Regions from separate parts of the Mustela erminea genome. Here region 1 is linked to region 2. The links are chromatin contacts, called in public Hi-C maps. All regions are on one chromosome and are shown on one strand. The core of a region is the stretch at or near the end of the contact, and the rest is flanking DNA. Distances in the headings are between cores, read along the strand shown. Region 1 holds the start of LOC116573699. Region 2 has its middle 12 kb from the start of TIAL1.

The links. A called contact is a pair of places that touch in the nucleus more often than the background predicts.
Region 1: a contact with region 2 is called in a Hi-C map of skeletal muscle, with 6 times the contacts expected there. The contact joins the promoter of LOC116573699 here to the enhancer-like site in region 2. A contact is called at or near these places in 3 of 3 Hi-C or Micro-C datasets (fibroblasts, skeletal muscle and spleen).

Annotation. Positions count from the first base shown.
Region 1 is chr14:80,843,966-80,850,387 of mMusErm1.Pri, forward strand. It overlaps LOC116573699, which reads left to right and starts at 3,018. Exons shown (of 4, transcript XM_032313953.1): 1 at 3,018-3,838; 2 at 4,582-4,767. The coding sequence starts at 3,423.
Region 2 is chr14:80,784,096-80,791,227 of mMusErm1.Pri, forward strand. No RefSeq gene overlaps it. Among named protein-coding and RNA genes, the nearest start is that of TIAL1, 12 kb to the left of the region's middle. Within about 2 kb of position 4,761, the one cell type or tissue checked has open chromatin away from gene starts, as enhancers often do. A contact at or near this core is called in fibroblasts, where this site is marked.

The sequences.
Region 1 (6,422 bases), core at 1,768-4,267, 58 kb after region 2:
GAATAATTCTTTTTTTTTTTTTTTTAAGATTTTATTTATTTGACAGAGATCACAAGTAGGCAGAAAGGCAGGAAGAGAGAGAGGAAGGGAAGCAGGCTCCCTGCTGAGCAGAGAGCCCGATGTGGGGCTCGATCCCAGGACCCTGGGACCATGACCTGAGCTGAAGGCAGAGGCTTTAATCCACTGAGCCACCCAGGCGCCCCTGAATAATTCTTTAAAATAATTCTCTTACACACACACACACACACACACAGTGTTTCTCTAGACAACCATGACTCACATGCACTGTTTATGCTCTCTGCCCTCACCGGGTCACTGGCTGCCAGTTTCCACACTGTGGTCACTTCTGGATCTATGTCACTGACCCCCCCTTTCTCCTGAACACCAAACCTCTATGCACAGTTGCCTACGGGGTTCCCTCAGAAGCACCTCAGTTCTGTCACAACACAGGTCTTCCTCAGGGTGAAGCTCGCATACAGAGGTCACCACCAGGGGCAGCAGTGACAGAGCCAGCTGTCCCAGGGGTGGGGGAGGGCCTGGGGACAGACACAGGCCATTGCTTAGCACTGCCTACCCCCCCAGGAGTTGGCATGGAGGGACAGGGCTCCAGTGTTGTTAGAGTTTTCCAGTGTTCAAGGAAGTCCAGAAATTGGTTCATGTGAGATATCTCCATTTTAAAATATTTTTAAATGTTTTTAAAAACACAGCCGGCCCAACAACCCCCCATCTGTAGGCCAGATTTGGCCTTTGGGCTCTTAATTAGCAAACTGCAAGTCCCACTGTGCTGTATATACTTAATTCCGTCCCCAGTCCCTTCTGTGCCTCCGTTTGCTGTGAGCTGAGTGAGGACTGTGGCCTGGGTTCCCTTGACCCCACTTGGGGTGAAGCAGGTCAACAGGAGAAGGAGGGGTGGACCGAGGGAACTGGGCTGCCCGCTCCCATCTCGACATCTCCCTGAACTCCTTTCTCTCTCCTCTGCCCATCCAAGGCTTCATCCTGTCACTCACAGACTGCCAACAGCACCTTGCTGGGTCTAGTTCAGTGCTGGCCTGCCTTCAAGGTGCCCCAGCCCCTGGCCCCTCCGTTCTAGAGAAGTCTGCAAATGCCTCCAGGCCCACTGTGTAAACACAACTCAAACTCACCCCTGTCACCCCAGCTGTCTTACAGGCCTGCCCGGGTCACGGGTGGTTGTGAGTCAACACTCGTGTCAGACTGAGTTTCAATCCCAGCCTCTTCGTTCAGTAACTCTGTGGCCTTCAGCAGCCTCTTCACCTTTTTGAACCTCAGTGGCTCCCTTAGTTAAATGGTGACAGTGAGTGTGTCAGACTCTGCTTGGGTAACATTCCGTCTGGAGGACACCAGCTCACCCAGGACGGTCACCGACAGGACAGTTTCCACCGCTCTTCCCTCCCTACCACCCAATGCCAAGGGCAAAGGGACCAGGGAACAGAGCCATCGCGTTGGTCCTTCTGCTCTGCAACCTCAAGATGGTACGTGGGTCCAAGAGTGGGCGATGGCACCCCATGCCAGTTTCTTCCCTCCCTTCCCATCTCTGTTACCTCCCTGTTCGGGTCTGGATGACATCATACAGTGGACTCCAGGCAGGGAATTTATGGTTGCAAGAAATAGGGAACACAGACCCCCCCACACACACTCTTCTGCCCCAGGCTAAAAAATGACCTCAAGCAACAGGGTTTACTGCCAAGACCTCTGAGCCCTAAACTAGGGCAGGCCTCAAGGGGAGCAGGGGCTGAAGGAAAGCACAGAGCTAAGGGCCCACAATCTGCCACTGAACTCAACTGCCAGCAATCCCGGAAGTGCTCTGCTCTCCTCTGCCCACCCATGATGAGGACATTGGAATCAGGACACGACGCTGTGAGGGGAGTCCTCACGTTGGCAACCACTGGCCATTTCCAAGATGGGCCTTCTGGGAGAATGACCTCAACAAAGGGAGACCAGGAACCATCACAGCTCCTGGGAGCTGGAACTTACTGCGGGCAAACACGGGGGAGTGGAGACATAGGGACAAGTGGGGCACACAGGCTATCAATACTCGTGGCATTTGTTGCCTAACGTGGCAGTCACCCCTTGGCACCCCTCAATGGTGTATACGTGGTCAGGACTGAGGGGGACACTCCAATTCCAAAACTGAGACATATAAAGGAAGCCCTTTCATACAGCTCTCAAGAAAATGCAAGCAGATTCAACCCTAGGCGGTGGGGGGTTGAGCCGGACAGAGCCGGCGTGAGGGCCAGCTCCCGACCCAGAGCCTCGAGGTGTACAGGCTCCGCTGCCCCAGCCCCGCAGGCCTGCCTTCCTGCCACTGCTCCCCGGATGCAGGCAGGGCGGGCCAGATTCGACAAGCGTCAGAAAGGACCAGGCTGAGCATCGTCATGTGGCAGCTGCCCGTGGGTAAGCTCCAGGAACGCAGCCTTTGCGAGCGACAGACTCTTGAAACCGCGTAGCGGTGACTGACCAGTGCAGTGCGGGAGTGAAGAGGGGAGTCACCAAGGTCCCGGGCTGTTGGAGCCGATTACTTGGGACGTGGTGTGCCTCTGTCAGCTTCTAGCCGTGTGAGGTGGAGAGTTCTAGAAAGAGTCTCCAGAGACGGTGGCAACTGCACTGGCATCAGGGTCATCATCCAGCTTCAGAAGGCCTTCCTCTCCCCTACTTCCCCTTCCGCCCCTCCCCTGACACAGCTTCTATTTACGCCGGACCCTGCTGACACAGGCTCTCCGTGGCCACATGGTCGCTCCATCCGAACCATTTAGCTTCCCGTCCCACAGGTCACAGATTCATCCTCTACATTCCTTCTTTTGTGTGTGTGTGTGTGTTTAAGATTTTATTTATTTATTCAACAGACAGAGATCGCAAGTAGGCAGAGAGGCAGGCAGAGAGAGAGGGGGAAGCAGGCTCCCTGCTGAGCAGAGAGCCTGATGCGGGGCTCGATCCCAGGACCCTGAGATCATGACCTGAGCCGAAAGCAGAGGCTTAACACACTGAGCCACCCAGGCACCCCCATTCTCTCCACAACTTAGTGAAAAGGCTTAAATGCGTGGATCCGACTGACAGCTCAACGCTTCCCACCGGGTGAGGCAGTTGGCCAACCAGCTCCCAGCTTGTCTGCTGAAGGTCAGCTAGGGCCGGAGTGATGAAGCAGAGGAATGTGCTTTAGCCCACACCTGCTGGATGGCCGTCCCCTCAGCAGAGCCTTGATCTCTTGGAGACAGAGCGCCTGAGGACCCCACCAGCTCCATTGCAGGGCCACGCGCTGAAGAACACAACTAGCGGAAAAGGAAAAAGTCCGGCTTTCCTTGGGTGTTAAAACGAGGTGACTTAGTCACTCCTGGTAACCAGCTCGGTCTGCTTCATCCAACCCTCCTCGGCTCCAGGAATCAGGTCTAATTTTTCCAAATAGTTGCATGAGCACCTGCAGGAGTGTCTGGGAGCGGGAAGTCCAGGGTCCTCCTTGCAAGGCCTCTCCCTCCCTCAAACCTGCCACCCACGAACCTCGGGGTGCGCTCACTCAGGTCAGCGGGGTCAGGCCTGCGGCAGGTGCGGGGGTGGGTGGGGAGAGATCGCAGGTGTCATATGTTCACCCTCCGGGGAGTGCTCGCTCGGGTTTGCTGCTGAAAGGGGGCCCTTCCTTGCTCCTTTGGCAGAACCTGGCCTGGATCCCTAAGGCCTCCGCAGAGGGCCGCATTCCCGACTCCGAGTGCAAAGACTTCCTGAAACGCACGGATACCCCCAGCACGTGGATCCAGATACCCTGCCTCAGCCGTACCCTGGGCAGGACCCGGCATGGGATCCTCACTAAGTCTCAGCCTTGTGGCAGCCGGTTGGTAGCAGGGAAAGCCCCCGTGCCTCCGCCTTGAGGCCCGGGAGCAGAGGACAGGGACCTTTCCAATTCACTGAACTGCACTCACGTACCTGTTACTATAAACCGATAACCGGTTTGGTTAGCATGAGGAATGTGGCTGCCCAGGGGCGCCTGGGTGGCTCAGTGGGTTAAGCCTCTGTCTTCGGCTCAGGTCATGGTCTCAGGGCCCTGGAATCAAGCCCCGCATTGGGTTCCCTGCTCAGAGGGGAACCTGCTTCCCCCTCTCTCTCTGCCTGCCTCTCTGCCTACTTGTGATCTCTGTCAAATAAGTAAATAAAATCTTAAAAAAAAAAAAAAAAAAGAATATGGCTGCCCAGAGGGGTTACAGATGATGTGCAAATATGTTCTGCTAACAGAGCAGTCTGTGACTCTGTGGCATTGGTCAGTGGCAAAACCAGGAGGGGCCCCAAGAAGCCCTTCAGAGGGCTGCACATGGACCCTCCGCATCTCCTCCACGTGTGGTGCTGAGGAAGTGCTGGTCACCATAACAGGACTTCTCCAAATACCTTCACCTCAACAAGAGTCTTTGTCAACTTTAACAGAACACAGCCAAATGCTGTCAACCATTCTTTTATTTTATTTATTTATTTTTTTAACCCGTGGGTCTCTGGGCTTCTCATGAACCCTCACTAAGCTTCCTCCCACCTCCCACCCTCACACCCCCAAACCCCTGCTCTCTCCACTTCTGATCTCTCTCACAGAGTTTCCCTCAGGAGCTTCCATATCCCTTTCTGTCAGTGGCCCTGCATCTCCCCCAACAGCGTTTCCCGTCTTTGGATCTCAGAGAGAAAGCGCTGCGATCTGGAGATTTTGCCTGCAGAAGACTCCTTGACTTTTAGACACTTTCTCATTCTTCCTCCCTGGCAACGAGATTTGCTCGTCAAGAGGTATTAAAGGCGGGGGCAGGCTTCTCCACTCTTTCAAAAAGCTTTATACCACTTTCCACTCAGGGCAACGAGGGCTTACTTGCCCTACATTCTCATAATTAAAAGAATCCAGACAAGGATTCTTACCTGAATAATGAAAGTTTTAAGGTGACTCGGAGTAAAAAAAAAAAAAAAAAAAAAAAAAAAGTTCTAAGGTGACTCTGACATAGAAGCAGCTGGCATTGATTTAGAAATTTCTCCCAACAGGTGTCCACTTATATTAACATTTTTGGAGGTAATTTTGACAAATTATTGGGTCACAAAGTCCTTTCAAACAAAAAAGATTATCCCAAATACATTTTTAAATACTTCAGACTTAAAAGTATTAAAAATAGAGTGAAACCCTCCATTTTGATTTTTTTTTTTTTTTAAGATTTTTTATTTATTTATTTGACAGAGAACACAAGTAGGCAGAGAGGCAGGCAGAGAGAGAGGAGGAAGCAGGCTCCCTGCTGAGCAGAGAGCCCGATGCGGGACTCGATCCCAGGACCCTGAGATCATGACCTGAGCCGAAGGCAGCGGCTTAACCCACTGAGCCACCCAGGCGCCCCCATTTTGATTTTTTTGTTCACTACATTGAACCCTAATGATCCAGATATCAGCAAATACGTAGTTCAAAAATAAAATGACATTTTGTAATTATTTCATGAAGAGTTTCAAGGATACATTTTCTTAGAATGGCACAGAAGAGAGAGGGGGAAAGAGAGAGGAGGGGGTAGGTTGGAAGTGAAGAAGTGGGCCCCAAGAATAACTTATTGTTAATTAGTGCAAAATGTGTGGCTGAAATGGTTGATTTTGGATAAATGTGATTTTTTTTTGTGATACATTAGAATATGAAACTCAAAATCTCTCTTTAGAGCTAAGGCTTTACCAAAGCTGTTTAAAGGGGTGAAATCATCCCCGGGGTAGGGGTGGGGGATTAATTTAGAGTACAGGTTAAGGCTGTTGTAGCCTGTGGCCTCAGCAGACTGGGGTTATTAAACTGATCCCTGGGGTTCTCAGTTCCTAGCTCCTCATCCCAGCACCCCCAGTAACTCACTCTGTGTTCAGCAAGCCACTTTCCCTTGGACTCATGACATTCTGCTTCGGTTCTGTGATTCTTATACAGAATTCAACCACGCAAATTATTAATATCTGAGACGAGGTAGCCCCTCTTGACCAGTAGGGGGCAACTGATGACCGTGCCTTCCATTTTTACCCCAACCCGAAGGAATCCTTTACCGCTTTCTCTGGAAGTCGTTCTTATGATTGGGAGATCCATTTTGGAATGAATTACCCCTTTCATTGTTTTTATTGTTATTATTATTTCTTATAATACAGATGATGAGCCAACAGAAACTAAGGTCTTATTTGGAAACCAAGTCAGGGAAGCAAGTACAGGGGCATGGTGTTGGTCTGAAGATCAGAACCTAGGTGCGCACTTGTCCACTCTTCCATGCCATAGGTGAATGAAACACCCCCTTTTTCTAAAACTGGGGAGATTTGTGAATCAGAAATAATCGAATTTGCAATTTGATTAACATTCCATTCTAATGATGGAAACTGGTGATACCCACTGAGATCTGGCCCAGTCACATTTTGGTTGGTTTTGTAGCAACATACACCAGAGTGTGGCG
Region 2 (7,132 bases), core at 3,511-6,010:
GGAATAGCTTTCCTTCCCGGTTCTAATCTCTCCCGCTTCTAATCTCTCCCGCTTCTAATCCACTACCCATTTTGCCCCTAATCTTTCTCTTTTTTTTAAATGGGACTTCAAGTAAACAGAACTGGATTTATCACAATTCTTGGTTTTCAGTGCATTGTCATCATTTGTCCACGTGTGGCCCTTTTAAAATGTATTCATGTTTTAACGAAGTAATGAACAGCGGGAGCGCCTAGGTGACTTAGTCAGTGAAGTGTCTGACTCGATTTCAGCTCAGGTCGTGGTCTCAGGGTTATGAGAACGAGCCCTGCATCGGGCTCCACGTGACACGGAGCTGCTGAAGATTCTCTCTCTCCCTCTCCCTCTCCCTCTGCCCCTCCCTCCACCCTGCTCAGGTGCTGACGTGCTCTCTCTCCCTGTCTGAAAAAAGAAAAAAAAAAAGAAAGAATGAACAATCATGATCTTGTCAGCTAACCTGGGAACCATTACATTAATACTAACATGGACTTATAGGATTCTTTTATTTCTTACTCCTCTACCTTCTCCCCACAGATGGAAGTCCTATCCTTAAGTTGGAGTTTACCATTATTTTCTAAATTAGAATTATAATGCATGTGTATGTGTGTGTACATACACACACACACACACACACAGATATATATATAAAATTTAGTTTTTCTTAGAACTGTGGAAAAGTATATAAGGCCATATGTACTCTTGCTTTTTTCACTCCTTCATACTTCATACCTTGGCTAAAATTTAAAAAAAGATCTGACAATTCCAAGCAGGCAGCTTGAACTCTCACATGTTGCTGATAGAAATGCAAAAATGCTAGATATCCTACTCTGAGTTAGTTACCCAGTTGAAATGAAAACTTGTATCCACACAAAACCCATATGGAAATGTTTAGAGCAGCTTGATTCACATTCACCAAAATGAGAAATATACTGTGATAGTTAATTTTATGTGTCATCTTGACTAGACTATGGTACCCAGCTGTCTGGTCCAACATTAGCCCAGATGTTGCTGTGGGGGTATTTGCAGTTGTGACTGACATTTACAGTCCGTTGGCTCTACGTAATGGTTACTCTCAATAATGTGGATGGGCCTCCTCAAATCAGTTGAAGGCCTTAAGAGCAAAAACAGGTTTCCTAAAGAAGCACTTCTACCTTGAAGCTGTAACATAGAACTCCTGCCTGAGTCCCTAGCTTGCTGGTCAACCCTACAGATTTTTGGACTTAACCAGCATTCCTCTCCTCCAATCACATTCCTTAAAGTGAATTCTTTCTTGTGCTAGATAGAGACAGGTACTGATCCAGGTGATAGAGATACAGATAGATATAGACGTATGTATGCTTGTATATGTATATTTGTGTATATGCATCCTATGGAATTTATTTCTCTGGAGAGCGCTGACCGATACATATCCCAAGTGTCCTTAAACTTCGGAATGGATACACAAACTGGTACATCATGCAGTGGAAAAACGCTTAGGAAGAGGAATTAGCTAGGCAGGCAACAATAGGAATGAACCTCCGGCATCATGCTAAATGAAATAGACCCGGTTCAAAAGGCTACATGCTGTGTGACTCCATTTGTATGAAATTCTGAAAAGGGCAAAGCTGTAGGAATGGGAAGCAGATCAGTGATTTCCACAGGCTGAGAAGGGCTAGTGGAGGAGTTGACCCCAAAAGGGTATAGGGAGATTTTGAGATGTGATTGAATTGTTCTATAACTGGATTTTGTGATAGTTATAGGACTAAATTATACCTTCATAAAAATGTGCTAAAAAATGAACAGGAGGCAGTCAGGTAAAAAAAAAAAAAAAAATTAAAAAATTATTCTAGGGCGCCTTGGTGGCTCAGTTAGTTAAGCAACTGCTTTCGGCTCAGGTCATGATCCTGGAGTCCTGCATCGGGCTCACAGCTCCGGGGGAGTCTGCGTCTCCCTCTGACCTTCTCCCCTCTCGTGTTCTCTTTCACTCTCTCTCAAATAAATAAAGTCTTTAAAAAAAGAAAAAGAAAATTGTTCTACTGAAAAGAAACTATATGATAACACAAAATTGCCAACTTAAATATATTAATGATACATAGGGATTGACAATAATTCTGCAATGTAGTAGTTATCTTTTACTTACTATGTTTAAAATTTTAATTCCAGCATAGCCAACCAGTGTTATATTAGTTTCAGGTGTACAATATAGTAGTCATCTTAAACATGCTGTCATTAAACTTAATTAAGATAGGCACCCTACGTAAAGTTAATATGTTTTGACTTTTAATTTAAATATTGCTATTTAAGAAATCTATACAAAAAAAATCAATAAATTGAAACTGATGAAAAGAACAAAAACCCCATGTTGTATGTGGCTATAGTTGATTTTTCACTGCTGTACAATATTTCCTTGTGTGCCCACTGCAATTTATTCATTCTCCCTGTAATAATGCATTTTATGCTATCATGTATGGTATCACTACAAATATTAAATAATGATTTAATAAAATATTTGTCCTTTTCCTGAAAATCTTTAGTTACTTCCATTCCCTATAGGATAAAACCCAAGGGGACCTTTGGGGCTGCATCAGTAGGATGTCCTGGACTCTGGCTTCTCTCTGGGTTTAGCCAAAGGGGATACCAGCTAGACTTGCCAGATAAAATACAGGAACCCCCCCATTAAATTTGAATTTCAGATAAGCAATTTAATTTTTTTTTTTTTTTTAAGCAGAAGTATTTCTTATGTAATCTGGCAACCCCTTGTACTGGCAGGAAAGGGGAAAGAGAATCTCATTTATTCCCCAAACTTCCCACCTGCTGGACCACTGCAATGGGCTGGCTGTAGGCCCCACATCAGAATTTGCCTGGCTGCTATCAACACACAGCTCACAGGTTCTAGAAACTGGTCCTTCCTCTTTCTCTGTCAGGCCTAAAAGTGGTAGTTAATAGCTCCCAGCTATTATTAGTAGCAGGATCCTGTACCGACTTCTTATTGCCGTTACTAAGTCCTGCCCACACTTTTGGAAATAGATCCTGATTCAGTTCTTTTCAATTCTCTACTTTTGGTGCGTTGTCCATGCCCTGCTGGATATCGACAAGCCTGGACGTGGCTCTTTGAGACAGAATGCACAGCTCCTTGCCCTCTTTTTTGGTACTCCCCCGGCAATTTATGTCTACCCATGGAAGTCCTGCCAGGATCAGAGGGTGGGACCCTCTCTCTGGCCCAACACACCAGATCCAGTCAAGCCCCTCTGATTCTTTCCGCTAGTTGGTCACTGTTCTCTCCTCCCGGGTGGGATCTCCTACCTTGCTTTCCTCTCTGCACCTTTGGTATGAGCACAGTGCTCTGAGCTCTCTAGGCCCCAGGTCTCTGAGACCTCAAGAAACCTTTACTCTCTGAATAAACCCAGATCTTGTGATGGAAGGGTGGTGGCTTTCAAGGCCACTGTTTTAGTTAAATGTTTGAAAAAATCCACTCAGAAGCCCTGTGAACTTCTAGGACCTTCTAGGCCTTCTGTGCCAGACCCGGACATTCTCCCCGGTGAGATGAGAAATGTTACTATCTTTATGGATGAGGGTGACAGGGCAGTGAGACCTTGTCAGCACAGAATAAAGCCTCAGTTACCTCCGTATGTTATGCCACGGTGAGGTATCTAGTAAGTGAGAGTTCAGTGCCGTCGTGCTTAGGAAAGATTTAAAAAGAGTTAATAATAATAGGTGCCTGGCTGGCTCAGCCCATGGAGCGCACTACTCTTGATCTCAGGGTTGTGGGTTTGAGCCCCATGTTGGGTGTAGAGATCACTAAAAATAAAATCGTAGGGCTGCCTGGGTGGCTCAGTCGGTTAAGCGGCTCCTCGGGTCATGATCCCAGGGTGCTGGAATTGAGTCCGGTGTCGGGCTCCGAGCTCGGCGGCTGTCTCTATATCTTTATGTCAAATAAATAAATTAATTAATTAAAAAAAATTTTTAAAAGTTAATAATACTGGTCGTTATCCCTTATCAAATGTTCCACCTGGGCTGAGCTCTGTGCACACACCATCAGTCGTCAACACGCCTGCAAGACTGTGAAGCACTGGGCGCCTGGGTGGCTCCGTGGGTTAAAAAGCCTCTGCCTTTGGCTCAGGTCATGATCCCAGGGTCCTGGGATCGAGCCCCGCATCTAGCTCTCTGCTCGGCAGGGAGCCTGCTTCCCCCTCTCTCTCTGCCTGCCTCTCTGCCTACTTGTGATCTCTGTCTGTCAAATAAATAAAATCTTAAAAAAAAAAAAAAGACCGTGAAGCCTTCCATCCGAGTCTCAGCTCCCACCACCCCACCCTGCGCTCCAAGACGCCGGGCTGGGAGTCCGCAAGCCACCAGTCTCCTTTGTCAGAGGAAGTTTGGAAGGTGAAGGAAGAGACTTGCCCCTTCTTAAATCTGTTTACTGCTTCCCTGGAGCTGCAGATGGTTCCAGTTTCCAACTTCTTTCCTCATTCCCAGCACAGCCAGAGGGCATGGGCGGGGTGGGGAAAGTAGGGGGAGAGGCGGGAGGTGGGGTGGGGCATAAGGAGGGCGGAGGCCTGCACGCCCCACGTCTGTGCCCAGCTCCAGGACACCCCTCCTCCAAGATCCCGAGGTAGTACGTGGCTGGAAGCCCCTTCCTCTAAATTTGTAGGTTCGGTTCCTGTGATGGATTATTACACCGGTGACACACACACCCCCCTCCATGGATCCTGCCTTCTGATATCCAGGCCCTGGAGTGGTCCCCTTGGGCGGGACACAGCTAGATCAGGCGATCTGCTTTGGCCAATGGGACAGACAGGAATCCGAGGCTGGAGGACCATCTGTGCTCTGAGATGTCTCCTCTCCGGACTGACGGGCTGGGAGGAGCGGGCTACCTCTCACACGACCCAGCCTACCTTCCAGTGCAGGACTGAAGCATTAATGAGTCTTGGTGAGACCAGGAGAAGAACTGCCTAGCCAACCAGCCAACCCCAAGAGCGGTAAGTCTCTAAGCTTTGGGGAGGTTTCTTGAGCAGTAATAGGGACCTAAAGCAGTTCTGGTCATCCCAGGCTCTTCCCTCCACCGCGGGGATGGTGGCTGCTTCCCCACAGCTGTTCTCTGGGACCTCAAAACACCTGATCTGTTCTCTCAGGCCTCTGACACACGCTTCACAATTACCCTGTGTTCTCTTTGTGAACGCAACCAGAGTAATTTCTGTTTTCCCGACTGGACCCCACTGACACAAGTGCTACTATATCCATTCTACAGATGAGAAAACTGAGGTTCGGAGAAATTAAGAAATATGCCAAAGGTCACTGCTCACAAGGGCCCCAGGCTGACTTCGCAGCCCTTGCTATACTTCACAGTAACACTATTAATCTACAAAAATAGATAACTGTACTGTACCATAAATAGGTTTTTCTAGATGATTATGAGGACAATTATTTGAAGTTGATGTCACCGCAAGAAGGGCTTTTGTTCAAGATCCAGAAGGCTCCAGCTCCCGACCAGCAGAGGGAGCTCTGTCCCTAAGGACTCAGCCAGAGGCTGGCTGACCCAGAGGGGAAAAAAGATGACAATTCCCGTCCCGGTCACAAGATTTGGAGGAGCACCTCATCATTGGAGACTGTAGGCTCTTTGAGGGAAAGGGAAAACAAGCAATGTAACAGTTGTTAGACCCGCAAAAACAGTTGTTAGACGCGTAAGAACAATTTAAATGTGTCCATTTAAATTGTCAAAATATGGGATTGGAGCTGCCCTGTGTGAAAAGGAGGGTCCTCCGAGAGAAGGAGTTCACGTTCCCTTCCTGGCCTCCTCCCAGCTTGGGCTGGATTCCACTCCAAGGTTAAGTTTCTCTGGGGTCGACCACATTTCCCGGTGACAGAGTAGCTGAGTAAAAAGGACCTTGTCTCCATCCGCATGTGGTTCTTTCCTGAGTCCCTTCCTATACAGTAGTAATAGGAGGAATGAAGGAATGGACTGCTTCCTCCCGGGAGAGCTTGTGACTGTCTCGCTTCTCCTTCCCACTCCCTCGGCTCCGGGGCTGCACCAGCCCTGCCCTTGCTCTAGAGGTCTTCTCACTCCCGCGCTCTGGAAGCACTCGCCCTGATGACAACGGGTCTCTGTGAAACCAGCTCTTCCTCGCAGCACAGCAGCAAAACCTGAGACTCCAGTCTGAGCTCTGGGGTGGTAAATAAATACTAGACCTCGAAGCTTGTAAGCAGCTTTCACAGCCCAACCGAGGTAGGGTAAAGGGGGCAGCAGGGGGCCAGCCCCGGTACCTCCTCTCCCTGCACCAGGGCTTACGGCGAGCAATCACAGATCCTGTGGCTTCCCAGCTGCCTGCCGTGGCCTCCAGTTTGGGAGCTAGGGCTAGGTAGAAGTAATAAGCCAAAGATCAAATTTGGGCATTCTTGACTTCCCCTAGCCAAAATGCCATTTTAAAACATGATGTAGTAGGTAACACAAACTAAGGAAATTTATCTTCTCATAATTCTGGAGGCTCTTAAGTCTGAGACCAAGGTATTGGCAGGATTGGTTTCTTCTGAACCTCTCTCCTTGGCTTGCAGATAGCTTTTCCCCGTGTTTCCACATGGTCTTTCCATGTGTGTACCTCTGTACTAATCTCCTCTCTCCTAAGGATATCACGGCCCACCCTAATGACCTCATATAACTTAATCACCTCTTTTTAAAAATTCTCTCTTCAAAGCCAGTCACCAGGGGCTGAGGACTTCTACTATGTTTTTTGTGGAAGGGACACAATTCAGCCCTTTAACAATCAGAATGACAGTATATTCCATGTATGACAAATAAAAGGAAATCCATATCCCGACACAATGTAGTGAAACTGCTGAATGTCAAAGACAAGGAGAAGATCTTAAAAGCAACTAGAGAGAAAAGCCACACCTCGCAAAAACTGTAGGATGGCTCCCCATCGGCATTCCAAGATCCAGCTTCCAAACGGGGGCTTAGCCCCTGGCCTGTCTCTCAAGAGGTCTTGCCCTGAGGTTTGCCTTCTCTGAATCCATGCAGCATTCCAAGCCTGTAATGTGGCCTTCCTATTGACCCGCAGCCCGTGGGGGGCTGGCAAGGCCACCAGACCTTAAATCTGTCTCCCACACACACCAAACGTTAAAAAGCCATTTAGGTTACAACACCACT